Regions from separate parts of the Mus musculus genome. Here regions 1 and 3 are each linked to region 2. A link is a contact called in public HiChIP or PLAC-seq and promoter capture Hi-C data. All regions are on one chromosome and are shown on one strand. Each heading gives the region's core, a stretch centred on a gene start, on an enhancer-like site or on the middle of the called end of the contact. The rest is flanking DNA. Distances are from core to core; before and after follow the strand shown. Region 1 has its middle 81 kb from the start of Tmem182. Region 2 holds the start of Gpr45 (G protein-coupled receptor 45). Region 3 holds the start of Slc9a4 (solute carrier family 9 (sodium/hydrogen exchanger), member 4).

The links. Promoter capture Hi-C pulls out the DNA fragments that hold promoters and counts their contacts. HiChIP or PLAC-seq counts read pairs in DNA pulled down with a chosen protein or histone mark.
Region 1: an H3K4me3 HiChIP or PLAC-seq map of forebrain shows a contact between it and region 2, with 18 times the contacts expected there. The contact joins the enhancer-like site here to the promoter of Gpr45 in region 2. A contact is called at or near these places in 5 of 39 promoter capture datasets (the 3T3-L1 cell line, the C10 cell line, hippocampal neurons and 1 more) and 3 of 115 datasets of contacts at active chromatin or transcription factors (astrocytes, embryonic forebrain and forebrain).
Region 3: a promoter capture Hi-C map of liver shows a contact between it and region 2, with 4 times the contacts expected there. The contact joins the promoter of Slc9a4 here to the promoter of Gpr45 in region 2. A contact is called at or near these places in 3 of 39 promoter capture datasets (hippocampal neurons, liver and pre-B cells).

The regions. Positions count from the first base shown.
Region 1 is chr1:40,884,466-40,889,162 of GRCm38.p6, forward strand. No RefSeq gene overlaps it. Among named protein-coding and RNA genes, the nearest start is that of Tmem182, 81 kb to the left of the region's middle. Within about 2 kb of position 3,371, at least 12 of the 459 cell types and tissues checked have an H3K27ac peak or open chromatin away from gene starts, as enhancers often do. A contact at or near this core is called in forebrain and hippocampal neurons, where this site is marked.
Region 2 is chr1:42,950,413-42,955,039 of GRCm38.p6, forward strand. It overlaps Gpr45 (G protein-coupled receptor 45), which reads left to right and starts at 2,460. Exons shown (of 2, transcript NM_053107.4): 1 at 2,460-2,821. Gm39633 (a long non-coding RNA gene) reads right to left here and starts at 2,306. Exons shown (of 3, transcript XR_865396.3): 1 at 2,162-2,306.
Region 3 is chr1:40,578,314-40,583,088 of GRCm38.p6, forward strand. It overlaps Slc9a4 (solute carrier family 9 (sodium/hydrogen exchanger), member 4), which reads left to right and starts at 1,914. Exons shown (of 12, transcript NM_177084.3): 1 at 1,914-2,458. The coding sequence starts at 2,203. It overlaps Gm35801 (predicted gene, 35801), which reads right to left and starts at 2,349. Exons shown (of 2, transcript NR_168311.1): 1 at 2,143-2,349.

The sequences.
Region 1 (4,697 bases), core at 2,121-4,620, 2.1 Mb before region 2:
CATTGTCCCTGGTCCTTAAGAGTCAGAGCAGAGATGGCGTACTAGAAATGCTGTGATATAGTAGTTGGTTTTGTGCGTCATAAACGAGAGTCAACAGAGAGGAAGGGGTTTCAGCTGAGGAAATGCCTCCATGAGATCCAACTGTAAGGCATTTTCTCAGTTAGTGATCAGTGGGGGAGGGCCCTGGTTGTTGTATGTGGTGCCATCCCTGGGCTGGTGGTCCTGGATTCTGTAAAAAAAAAAAAAAAAAAAAAAAAAAAAAAGCAGGCTGAGCGAGCCAGGGGCACCCACCATGACCTCTCCATCAGCTTCCAGCCCTGCTTGAGTTCCAGTCCTGCCTTCCTCCAGTGATTGACTAAGCCTAATAAATCTTTTCCTCCCCAACTTGCACAAGTTAATACTGGTGAGCCAGTACAGTATACCAGTGCACATGGATGAGAGTGTTATCCACGGATTTTCTCACACCACACCCCCATGTACCCTTAAAGAGTAAAAGAAAGGGTCCTGGATGTATGTCTCTAATCAGTCATTCTGAAGTAATGGAACAAACCATACCTGTCAGGATCCAGCTCACCACTATGTTAGGTTTCAGACCTTTACTTGGTCTCTAACTGTAGGGACACATAGGCGCAGGACAGTGGATAAATGGACAATGAGATGACACAGGAGGGCGCCCCCTAATGGTTGGTCTCAGTCGATGCTCATACCTCTTATTTCTGTTTTGAAGGTGCAGAACTGCACAAATCTTATCCTTATTGGTCTGACTGACTATAGTTTTTAAAACGAGAAATTGAGAAGTGGAATTAATTTCGCTAGTCGACAATTCAGTAATGACTGAGCTGGGATTTGTGCCCAGGTTGTAGAGCAGAGTCCTCCCTCTCCCTCTCCCTCTCCCTCTCCCTCTCCCTCTCCCTCTCCCTCTCCCTCTCCCTCTCCCTCTCCCTCTCCCTCTCCCTCTCCCTCTCCCTCTCCCTCTCCCTCTCCCTCTCCCTCTCCCTCTCCCTCTCCCTCTCCTTCTCCCTCTTCTTGGAGATATATATATATATATATATATATATATATATATATATATATATATATATATCCAATATTCTTCCAGCAGAACCCATGGAGTAATCTTGATTCAGAGACATAAAATGTTCAGTTTATAGGGGTGGCAACAGGGGTAGTACTACCTAGCAGAGACAGCCAGGCCTCAGCCTTGGCAGGAGTCAGCAGGAGGGACCTGGAGAGACCCCAGAAGTTCTCAGCTGTGCCTCTCTCAGGTAAGGAAAGATCAACAAGGACTGGAGACCGACAGTCATTGCACAGCCAACTATATAAGCAAGCCTAGCTCAGTCTCCATCACTGTCGGTCGCGTTCTATTTATACTCTCTAAACATCACGTGTCCTCCACGGGTCTTGCCTCAGCACATGCATCTGTTCCCAGCTGACATCACTCTGCCAATCAGAGTCTGAGTTGGTTGCCAGAAATTGCAGCACACCCCCAGGAATATTTTGGTGTGTCTCTCTCTTTGGAGTCCTGGCAAACGCAGTTCAACTATGCAACGTAAGGTGGACGTGAGTGTCGTTAACAAAGGATCCTTTATCGCATGTCCTTTCACACGCTTACTTTAGCAGAACATCCTTTCATCTGTGTCTGCTTCAGTGAAAAGTTCCTTCAGGAGTCTGCCTTAGCCTTTCTCCTGTGTCCACTTCAGGAAAACACTCCTTCATGTGTTTGCACCAGCAAAACACCACACAACACAACTGACTTTCCAAAGAACCCTTACGTTTCCATTTATTGGGAGTGATTTTTTTTTTTTAAAGGGAAAGAGACTTCTCACTCACATGTCTGTTTTCTATCTTTCTGAAAGAGGGTATTAACCAAAAATAAAATCAGTGTAGGCAGAATGAAGAGTTTTACATTTGCTTGGGAATGGAGTCAAAGTCTGTCCAGCCTTGCAAATGTGTCTTAGGGTTTTACAAAAGGCTGTCTATGCTTATAACTTAAAAACAAAGATATTAGTGAGACCACCACATTTCAGGAAGTGTGTGCAAGTAGATAGGTGACTCAGCCAATCAGAGTTCTCTCTGCTCTGCTCAGCCAATCAGTTCATCTGCCCTGCTCAGGCAATCAGTGTTCTCTCTGCCCTGCTCAACCAACCAGAATGCTCACTGTCCTTGAAGAGTCCTTCTTCCAGTATCCGTGTGAGACATCTCACAACTGCCTGTAACTCCAGCAAGTGTCTGATGTCCCCTTCTGGACTCCCAGGGACCTGCACTTACTCGCACACAACCCCACACTGACATGCATTCACACACATGATTTAATATATATATATATATATATATATATATATATATATTTAAGTAAAGAAAGGATGGGGTACTTTGTAAGGATGGGACAAAGTACCATCTCATTTTCTGTGTAGTTTGGGAGAAATGGCACCTTGTGCAGAGGTGAAGAGAGGCCAGCCACGCTTTGGGGAACCTGTGGTTTGGCCTGTGGGAAGGTCAGTTTGCGTTGGGGAAGAAGAGCATGTGTGTAGCCCAGCTCATCAAACAGATGTTTCTATTAAAAAAAGAGAGATTGCATGCTTTTTTCTCTTGTACATGTGAAGATTAAATATTCGTGTAGCATCTATGTTTGTGTCTATTTGTCTATAACTGTAAATGATTAGACCTGAGAAGGGCCTATTTGGGGCAATGATATAGATTATTGGCAGAAGGGGTAAAATATGATGCATGTAAGATCACACCATAAAAGGAACCCTTTTGCTTTTTACATTTACAATAATATACATACATACATACATACATACATATATATATATATCACATACATATATCTCATATGTATACACATATACATACATGTATATGTGTATATATACACACACAGAACAATGCTACCTGTGTTGATTTTCTTACTGTCCAAGGAAAAGCCCCTAATCAGAGAAGACAAAATAGAATCTTAATATTATTAGGCTTTTAAAGTGGAGTTGTGGATAGCTCTGTTGACTGGATTACTATTCTTCCAAAACCAATTTTCTTTTTTATGACTTGATACTTGATGGACACACAAAGGGCAACACGGTCACCAGCAGCCAATATGGTGCACACATGACTCTGTGTGTGTCGAGATATGAGTGACCCAGAAGATGTCCACTATCCAGGTGGAAATATATTTAGAGAATGTCTGGTTGTTAGAGGATCGGCATCCCAGTCTCTTTTCACCTCTTTACCCCACCCCTTCTAGAATGCTTTAAAGCAGGCCAGGGAGCTGATTCTTAGTCAGGTAACCTCGCAGGTTTCTGCTTTGTACTTGGGAAATCTCTTCCAGGAATGACCACCTGGTGGCGGTGCTGGGCACATCTTCTTCTCTGGAGTCTGTGTTAGGAACGACCTTGCCTTTCTTTCCCATGAAGCGCTCAGCCTGCCAAACTTAGAGGTACCACACATGCAAAAGAACGGGCTTCCAGCCAGCCTGTGGATCGGGCTGCGCAGGGTCCTTCTCCAAGGCTTTGCTCTATTCACGTGGGCATAGAAGATGAACGAGTAGTGTGCGCGGCTCCTAGTTCACTTCCCCTGTGAAATTCGCCTCCCACCTTTCTGACTAATTGGTTTAAAAATACCAGAGAGCTGACTTTCTTGTTATTGTTTTGTTTTGTTTTTATATAAGACTTGGGGTTTTCAGTTTGTATCGAAACGATCACTAAGGTTTCGTTCAGGCAGCAGACAATCGTACAGAACTTCATAAGGACAGCAACACACACATGCTCGTCGCTGCCCTGCTTGTCCCCACTAAACATGAACTATGACCTTGTCTTTTAAAATACTTCTAAGGCACAAAACAGCGTACGTTCTTTATTTGATTTGATTTTTTAAAAAAGTTTTTGTGAATATTAGACGATGCCTGGACCAGTTGGCTTCATGTTCCCAAAATGGCTGTAAAGGAAGGAAAACCTGCTGCAGGTACCTACATTGTACAGGAAGTGCGTACAGATCTGGTGGGGGCTCTGGCACCAAGTCACCAAATCTTACTTAGGTTTATCTGCCAGTAGAAGGCACACAATAAGCACTAGGCCTTGTGTCAAAGACTGAATGACCCGGTCAGGGTTCCTGTCTTTTGGGTGTTAGAATGTGCCAGCAAAAAACTGATCAGGTCAGCTGGGTCCTCCCACCCAGGAACATGTGACTTTCAGATCTTTTTAAAGCCCAGGCTGTAGACTGCACTAGAGGCCAGAGAGACTGCATGGGAAGCACGGAGCACAGCAGAGGTGTTTGTATGCGGTGGGGAGGGGCACTAATCCATAAGCTCCAAACTTGGTATCTTCGATGTATTTGTTAGCTAAATTATGTAAGAACTACTGGCGCACTTGGCCCATATTCTCCCTCTTGTAATTGAAAATTAAACCTTCAGCCCAGGAAAGTAACTGTCATTTGAATGAAGTTCAAACTCCACTTTCAAAGCTCTGAGCCCTCTGGACGACTTCCTAACCGGATGGTGTTGTTCCTTACAGTGTCTTCCCTGACAAGGTCCCTTTGCTGGTGACTTATATTCTTAACAGCTTAGAATATGGTATTTAGATGGTTGAAACTGTGTTTAGTGAACTTACTGACAGTCATCTTTCAGTTCAGAGCCAGGTCAGTGGGAAGATGTAAAACTAATAATTATTAATATAATAATAATAATAATAATAATAATATACTTT
Region 2 (4,627 bases), core at 1,210-3,709:
GCATTTGAATTCACAGCAGCACCGGACCAACCCCCAACAGATTGCACCAACAGATGACAGAGCCTGTAATGTGTTGGGTATAGTCACAGGAAGCTAGGTTACTGGGGGTGTGCCCAAGAAGGACCGTCTTTGTCTGCTTCCCAGCCACCATGAGGCGAGCAGCTTTACTCTACCGAGTTCCCCACCGTGAACTTCTGCCTCACCTCTTTGATGCTCTAAAGCAACAGAATCCAAGGGACCACAGAGAACCTCCGAGACCTTTCTCTAAACTGGGTTTCTCTGGTTCTTTGCCACAGTGATGCAAAGATGACAGACACAGCACAACTCTCATCAGGAAAAGTCAGTGAAGTCCCGAGCCCCACTAGAGCAGAAGGCTTCTTACTGCACATGAGATCAGAGATCAACCAGGGGGTGAACAATCCAAACCAGGGAGTCGTAATCAAGGTGCTAGATACCTACCCCAGCTCCAGGACACACATGCCTCAGCTTTTCTAGGCCCTGCCCCACCCACCCCAGGCAAGGGTGAGCATGTAGGCAAGTTCAAGTCACCTGTGCCAGCTGCTGGGTTGGCTAAGGACTGGGATGCGCAGTCCAGGGCCAGCCCTCTTGGGAGGATGGGTTTTGCCTGCTCATTCTAAAAGTAGTTTGCACAGCATGGGGTTGAGCAATGCTGAGACTGTCACAAGGATAGCCAGGAGTAGACATAGACAGGAATCAGCTCAATTCCATGCACAGCCTGGATGCCTGAGAGCTACTGCCACCAGTGTGGGTTGGGGAGGCTGCTGGGGACAGCTCATACAGACTCAGGGCCCAGCAGGCAGACCAGGCATTTATTTTCTAGTCACTGTGGCCAGTGTGGCTGAAAATGTGGACAGAGAGTGGACATTTCCTTTCAAAAACTGTGCCCTGGAGTCATGCCATAGAGAGCTAGGAGGAGTTCTGCAGAGGCCTGCTGGCAAGTACTGGCATGAACCTCCACAGGCCTCTGGGAAGAGAAGAACCACTCTGCTATCTGTACACTGAGCTTCTGCAAACGAAATGGGGCTGGGCCTCTGTCACCCTCTGAAAACAAGGCCACAAATCGTTTGGAAGAGCAATCTCTCTGGACTCCAATCATTTTGCGTTCCCACGTGGAAGGTTAAGTGCTTACCGCATCTTCTCAACCTTTCTAGGCCAAGCATTCTGCATGCACAAATGCCTCTCAGACAGACTCCATCCACACTCCTAGTTTCTCCCATGAGAAAACAAGGCTCAGAGTTGTCAAGTCATTGGCCTGAGGGCACACAGCTGAAAAGAGGTGAAAGACAGAAAGCCCGATAGTCTGAGACCAGAGTCTTCATCTCGATCTATTTACCTATCTTCTGCATAGCACAGCTCTGCAAGACACTCACCAAAGGGCACCCCTCTGCTTTGCCAACATGAGGCACATAGTAAACCCTCAGATGGCCCGAGTCTGTCCCTAGCATGCTGCCTACCGAGGAACCAATAGGCCATGCATCTTATGCTGTGTGTGGCCCTAGGACTCCAACCCAATCAGTGAGGAATCTGGTTCTCTTAGTAGCTGCCCAGCTTCCCCGTCAAGACTCCAAGGATCAGCAAGGAACACCTCAGCCGACCTCTATGGCTTGTAATCTGCACTTGGGTTCACTGAGGTAAGAACTGAAGCTCTTGGAATTTAAGGCGACATCCTGCTTGTTCTTTTTTTTTTTTTTTTTCCTGGAGGGACAGGCATCAGTCAGTCACATTTGGCAAGGAATTTGGGAGACAGTCGCAGCAATCTGGCCTTTGGTGGATCATTGTTGATTAGCTCATGGTATATAGGTTCCCACCTAAGCCAAACAGCACAAGTGAATGAAGCCTGGGGCCTCAGGGAAGCTCCGACAACTAGAGCCATGTTTTCAACTGGAGTGGATGAAAGATTGGAAAATTCTGGCCTGCCTTGAGGTTGAAGATGGTTTGTTTCACTATTCCCCTTTGACTTCACACACACACACACACACACACACACACACACACACACACACACACACACACACACTGAAAAGTTTTCAGAATATGAAAAAAAATCAAAATCACTCTTGTCACCAAGATGCAAATGACTGAGTCAAGCCATGGAGTTACTTTTCCCAAAGAGTCGCCCATGGGAGACTCAAGATCTCACCTGCCCAATTGTCATCCTTAGTGGTCCGCTAAGTACTAGGGTCCGTGCTAGAGAGGAACAGGTGCCCAACAGGGTGGTTCACAAAGGGCCCCGACCCTCCATCACCTCTCAGCTGGCTCTCCCTCACCAGAGCCTCCGGGCACTTAACCTTCAGGTCTGTTCATCGGAGGAGGTGGATAGGGTTGGCTGGTCTGGGGTAGAGGTCTGTAGGAAAGTGGGCGCGGGTTGCTGGGAGCCGCGCAGTTGAGGCGGGGAGTCTAGCAGGTTCCTAGGGTTGCCCGCAGACGCGGGGGTGGGTGGAGACGATCACGATTGAGTAGGAGCACACAGGCGCACTCACTGCCTTCCTCCTTCCCTTCCTCTTCCTCCCACCCCGCCCCAGGGGGGGCGGTACCCTGGTCCCTAGGGGAGGTCTGCACCCCCGGAGGGTGGCGGCCCCCGAGGAGGGCTGGGGTTGGGACTGCTGCGGCGGGTGGCAGACGCCGCGGGCCCCTCCCCCACGCTCCCTCGCTGCCTCCCCCTGCTCCCTGCCCCTCCTCCTCTCCATCCTCCCCTTCTTCCTCCTGGTCCCCGGCAGCCGCGGCTAGGGGAACAGCCGGCGGCACCGGGGCCGCTCAGCCTTTGTCTCGGGCCGCTGGGCGCATCCGGGCCCAGTGCAGCGTAAGTGACCGGGGCCAGGGCCGGGCCGCGGGGGGCTTGGTGGGGCGGGCCCTGGCGCGGGTGCTGCCTTGCGGGGTGGAGTGCGGCGGAGGGGAGGCCGGGCCGGAGGAGCCTCGGCTGTGATGCTCGGGCGGCGCCAGCGCGGGGGCGCAGAGGGGCGCGTGGCCGGCTCGCGGGGCGCCGCAGCCTCGCGCCCGCGGACGTGCGGCTTGGGTGCAAATCCTGTTTCTCCGGGCAGAGGCCACGCGGGGACGGCGGAGGCTGCGAGGACCTGCAGTCATGGAAAAACGGGAGAGGAGCCGGCCCAGCGTCACCACCGCCACTGTCACCACCATCACCATCACCACCACCATTTCTGATCGTCGCCCATCCCACTACCCCGCCTCATCCCCCATCTCATCTCCCCGTGTACTGCCAACTCTGTCAGACCATTTCCTTTACATCGGGTAATACTTAGACAAGAGATCGCAAGTGAGAGCAGCTGCTGTGGGACGTTCATCCAACAGGCCACTGAGCTGCCTCGGTTTTCCCCATCAGAGAAAGGGGCCTTAGGACGCCTTCCCCAGATTGCCACTGAGGTGGGCTGGGTGTCTGTTTAATCTGGATTTTAGAAGGGACAGAGAGACATGTCATTTGTTAACGATGAAAGTGACACCAGGGTAATGGCTTCATCAAACCAGAGGTTTGCAGTTTGAGAGTTCATCTCTTATCTTTTAAGTATCAAAGTATTAATAGAAAATGAAAACGTAAAGAAATGAAACTTTGACCGAACTGTTCCGAAAAAAAAAAGAAGCAGAAGCAAGTATTTTGTAGGAAATTCACTTCAGCTTGCTAAGGGCAGTTCACTTTGTTTAGAGTGGACAGTGTCCTTTTTTTTTCTTTTTTTCTTTCTTTTTTTTTTTTTGTGCTGCATTTCTGATGAAGCTCATTTTATTTTAGAGGCATACCATATACCCCTAGGTGCTGTTCACCCCACCTGAACAGCGTCTTAATTACTGGGTTTCAAAACAGCCTTTTGCCAGCTCAGCACAGAACAGTGAGACTAAACAGGCGTTCCTAGAATGTGTCCAGGCACCTGCCTCCTTTTGAAAAGACACAGCAAGATCCTAAGCCCGTTCTTTATTTCCCTATTGTTCCTAGAAAATTTGGGGAACCCCACTTGGGTTGCCACAGGTTTCCGGGGAGGCATTAGAGGCTCCTTTTAAGGATTCTTAGTCTTATTAATAAAAGAGTTTAAGAATGGGCTTAGAAGGAAGCTGGAGGACAATTTTGAATTTATTTTACTTGAACCCCAGGGCAGGCAAGGTGTAAATCTCAGCAGTTTCCAGGAGGGAATCTGGCAAGAGAGGAAGAGACAGCCCTACTACATGGTGGAACTGGAGAGAAGTGGGTGTTAGGGACGACTTCAGTGTGCAGAGCAGCACCCTCAGACTTTTGGCAACTATCTGAAAGAAGGAAAAAGTGTTTCAAACAAACAAACAAACAAACAAAGAATGGAAAAGAGAAAGTTATGTTTCTCCAGGTAATTTAGAAAATTGGTGGTGGAGCCACACAGCCAGGAGTTATGAGAAGGAATGGTACATTCGCTCAGGAAAAGAATGGTTATTGCTCTCATCCCTTTGGCACGACTTAGGGTGAATCTGCCTTTCTGAAGGGTGGTCCCTTTGTCCAGGAGACCAACGGGTCCAGCTAGATTAACTCTTGTGCTCTGGATAGCTTAGAACCTTCAGTCACCATCCAAGCGCAGAGGTGGATCCCATTCTTTTGACCATGAGAAAAACATGTTTTCCTGAGTGGCCCCAACAA
Region 3 (4,775 bases), core at 664-3,163, 2.4 Mb before region 2:
TTTATTTATTTGTACTTATTCACTTTATATCCTGCTCACTGCCCTGATTTATTTATTTATTTATTTATTTATTTATTTATTTATTTGTACTTATTCACTTTATATCCTGCTCACTGCCCTGATTCTGGTCACCCCCTCCCACTATTTTTTGCCCATTCCTTCCTCTTCTCCTCTGAGCAGGTGGGACTCTTCCTGGGTGGGTATTTCCCCCACCCGCTCCACACCCTGGTACTTCAAGTCTCTGCAAGGCATTTCCTCTCCCACTGAGGCCAGATGAGGCAGCCCAGTTAGAAGAACATATCCAACATACAGGCAACAGCTTTTGGGATATTTAGTCTGTTTTTTTAAAAATGAAAACATGTTGATTTGGTCTGTTTCTTTTTTCTCAGTTTATTTAAGAGATCTGTATGACTTTGACTTTCATCCTATCATATTACATTATGTTGAAATTAATCCAACTTCTCTCCCTGGAGTTAATTGTACTTTGTAAATCCATGGTTGACACACGCTTACCTATCTGCTTGATGCTTTCCTTTGTCTAAGATAGCCCCTGTATGTCCAATGAAATTCATAGTTACATCAAATGCTACCTAGTGGCTATTTGTAAAACTAACCCATCCCTCTGACCATGCTGTTGTTGTTCTATTTACGTTCCATGCTGTTACTTTCTATCTTCTGTCTTAAAGGATTTCCAGGCTGGAGAGATAGCTCAGGGGTTAAGAGCACTGACTGCTCTTCCAGAGGTCCTGAGTTCAAATCCCAGCAACCATATGGTGACTCACAACCATCTGTAATGGGATCTGATGCCCTCTTCTGTTGTGTCTGTAGACAGCTATAGTGTACTCATATACATAAAATAAATAGTCTTTAAAAAAATAATTTCCATTTGTAAGTGGATCAAAAGGTGGTTTTGTAAGGTGCAATTGACAAGGAAGGGAGATGACGTGGTAAAGTTCAAAGTGATGCTGTGGCCTCAAGCAGAGCTCGTTAGTTGTTTTTACATCCTTGCTTCAGTTGTCTTTAGAAAAATACACATTAAATCTGTAGGCAATTTGGGCCTTTTGAAGTTCCTTCTCTCCCCTCCTCCTCTTCCTCCTCCTTCTCCTCCTCCTCTTCTTCTCAATTTTATTTACTGTCCTATCTGCTCCACTGGCCCAATGCAACTACCCACTTCCAGATAAAGAACCTTTGACAAAATCCATTCTGGACCTCATAGCTAGGCTGTGTAGACACTTCTTTTGTACAGACAGAGCACAATGGCACAATGGTTAGCTACTGGGTTTGAGTATTTGAGAACATTTTTCCAACTGAGTTTTCAGACACATTCATGAAGTTTCTCATTTTGGTTTCTTCCCTTTGAGAAACTCACTGTGGAGCTTAGAGAAAGCTGGAGCTTTGTTTCTTCCATAATTTATTGGCCAGGAAATCAAGTATTCATTATCTTCATTGCTTTGCCACTTCCTCCTCCCTTGTCTGTGAAGACAGTCTTATGGGTCTTCCAGGACAGTGCTATTTCGTCCTCATGGCCTGGCGCAATTCCTAACAGCTCTTCATCCTCAAAAATACTTTGGTTTGAGCGCTAACCCAACAGACAGCAACTTGGTCCTTATCAGCCACAAAGGCTGATATGTTGCAGGTGCCCACTAGGTGTCAGTAGTGTAGCCTGCCAAGAACCTTCGGAACAAGCATTTCATTACAAAAGTCAAATCAAAGCAAATAATTAAAGTGTGGTTCAAAAGCTACCTGCGGCTTTGACCGGTTCAAAACAGGTGAGACAGAATCTCGGGAGGTGAGGAGGCTCAGGTGTGGGACAGGTGGCTCCTTCCTGGGATCCAACAGGGCAGAAAGGAATCCTTTCCTTATAAAGGACTTCAGTGTTTCTCGGAATGAGTCTCTTCCCAATTTACACTCACAAGATGAAGCCAGTGTTCAGAGAATGAGGAAACAGTTTCGAATGAAGAGGGATTGATTTCTCTTTATAGATATCTCTTTGAGCCCAGAACTGAGCTGCCTGAACACAGTAGATTTTAAGAAGATTTGAAAGGACGCACCTGCAGAGTCATCGCACCGGACCTCTTTGGAAATGACTTCTGGATTGCAAATAGATTGCCTCTCGGTCAGATAGTGCAGCTGGAAACTCACCTGTGCCGCAGAGGCGTGGCATACATCAGGACCCAGGTGCGAAGTCAGAGTCGCACAGGCATGGGTCCTGCAATGTTTATGGCTTTTCGTTTATGGAACTGGTTACTACTGCTGGCGGTCCTTACACGTTCCGAAGCAACATCGTATGTTAATGAGTCCTCCAATCCCACTGCCCAGCAGGCACCTGATGCTCGGTTTGCTGCTTCTAGCTCAGACCCCGATGAAGGGATATCTGTTTTTGAACTGGATTATGACTATGTTCAAATCCCTTATGAAGTCACCCTCTGGATACTGCTCGCATCTCTTGCCAAGATAGGTAAGTCCTCTAGCACAGGTTGAGGGAGGATTGTTTCTTACCTGAGTTGTCATGTATGAACATCTCTTACATGACAGACTACGATGAGTTAAGTAGACAGTAACTGCTACTTGTAGTGCGCATTTCCCTGAAGTGTGGCTGTTTAATGTTTCAGGATTGTGTTTGAAATTTAAACGCATACTTCCAGGTCCTGCATGGTTTTGACTTCATATTTCAAAAAGATAACCATGTGTTTTCTTTGTCATATAAAAATCTTATGCTATATGTTTAAAAGAATATAAAATGTAAAGTGTACAGTATTCAGGAAATACTGAAGACTACATAACATTCCCCTTCCCCCCCCTTTTTATTAGGTATTTTCTTCATTTACATTTCAAATGCTATCCTGAAAGTCCCCTATACCTTCCCCCAACCCTGCTCCCCTACCCACCCACTCCCACTTCTTGGCCCTGGTGTTCCCCTGTAGATAACATTTATTTTCTAACATAGTCTTTTACTCATTCCTAGCCACAGAACTGTAATTTTGTTAGTTGGGAGACATCTCTAGCAGTTTGCTTACACAGATATTATACAACAAAAATAATTAAAGTCACTTCTGACTTTGCAAGTTCTTTTTCTTCTTAGAATATTATGGGAACTGTTCCTGGAAACATCTGGAAGAATAACATTGAAATGAAATGGAATCTTCCACTTCTGGGGATGGGATGTTGTTTCTTTGCATTTCCCTTTGAAACACTGGAATTGTAAGAGTTGAAAGTAACTGCCTCTGCAACTCTGCTGCCCTTCATGATAGTGGGCAGGTGTTTCAAAGTGTAAAATGCACCAAGTCCTTTTCACTGCAATGTGACGAGCCTGTGGCCTGTTCCTGCCACAGCCCCACAGGTCTACTTTGCCTTAAGGCAGGCAGACACTGGATCCATTTCAGGGAGCTCCCAGTTCAAGGAAACAAGACTGGAATGGTGAAACACAGGCCCAAGAAAACACATTCTAGGCTCCTCTATGCCATGACATAATTTAGAAGTTAATTTTGATTAAAATAAACATCAATTGAAAGGCAAAAATATAGCTGGCGAAGAAGGACAAAAAGAGACCAAGGAAGTTGTGATTAGAAAACAAAGAATATAGGGCTTTAGAAGGTCTTGAGCTGGTCTTAACACAGTGAAGTCTTGCTGAGAGTAATGTCTTTTGGTGAAAATTATGCTCAACTGCATCAACCTGCTTATGCATAGAACATAAGTTCAAAATGGTGCAGTGGGGGACCCACATCTTCTCTTTATACAGCTAAATGTAAAATTCTCCAAGGAGACATTCACTGGTTCCTCATAGTGTATGGAAAGAAATCTACCTTAATTAATTTGGAAGTTAAGCTCTCCACTATATGGGACAACATCATCTTCCAACTTCTCCTTAATTTTCCCAATCCACAGTTTGCTCAAGCCAAGTGGATCATCTCTCAATGAGGGGGAGAAGTGTCTGCCAGGACCAATCCTACCCCAAGCTCCCCTCTCTACAATGCTTCTCATTCTGTTATCCAACTCTGAGAATCTTAGTGTTTCCAGAAGCACCTGGTTACTGTCCACATGAAAGCATCCCTGATGACCAGTTAGTTCATTCAGTTGTACAGTTTTACAGCCAGCTATCACACAGACTGAGATGTGGGTTTTTGCTAAGTAATGTAATGACATAAATCATCTATTTAATTTGGGGAAATTTATAAACTAGTGCAGGTAAGTAATGTACACATGTTGTAGATTGGGATCATTGTTACTAAACAAGCATTAGGGAGATAAATTGTTCTGGTAGTTTCGAGGAAGACATTAATTCTTCTGGTGGGGAATGGGAAAGGCTTAGCATCAAAGTCTGAAAGGCAAATAATAAGGACAATTCAAGCAGGAAAAACAGATGAGCAAGACAGGAAAAGGGAACCTGATTGCAAAGGATTTTGATTGGCTATATTAAAGGATGGATGCATTTCTGGCAGGACTGCCAAAGCGCCATGTTGCTTTGGGAGCCCCATGGTGAACCACTGAGTTCTGATACCTTTGTATTTGTAGTGTATTTCAGCTCTGTCTAAGTTAGGGTTTCTATTGCTGCAATGAAACACCATGACCAAAAATCAAGTTGGGGGGAAAAAGGGTTTATTTGGCTTACACTACATTTTGCTGTTCATTATTGAAGGAGGTCAGGGCAGGGACCTGGAGGCAGGAGCTGATGCAAGGCTATGGAGGAATGCTGCTTACTGGCTTGCTCCTCATCTCTTGCTCAACCTCCTTTCTTATAATAGAACTCAGTGTCATCACCAGCTTAGAAATGGTTC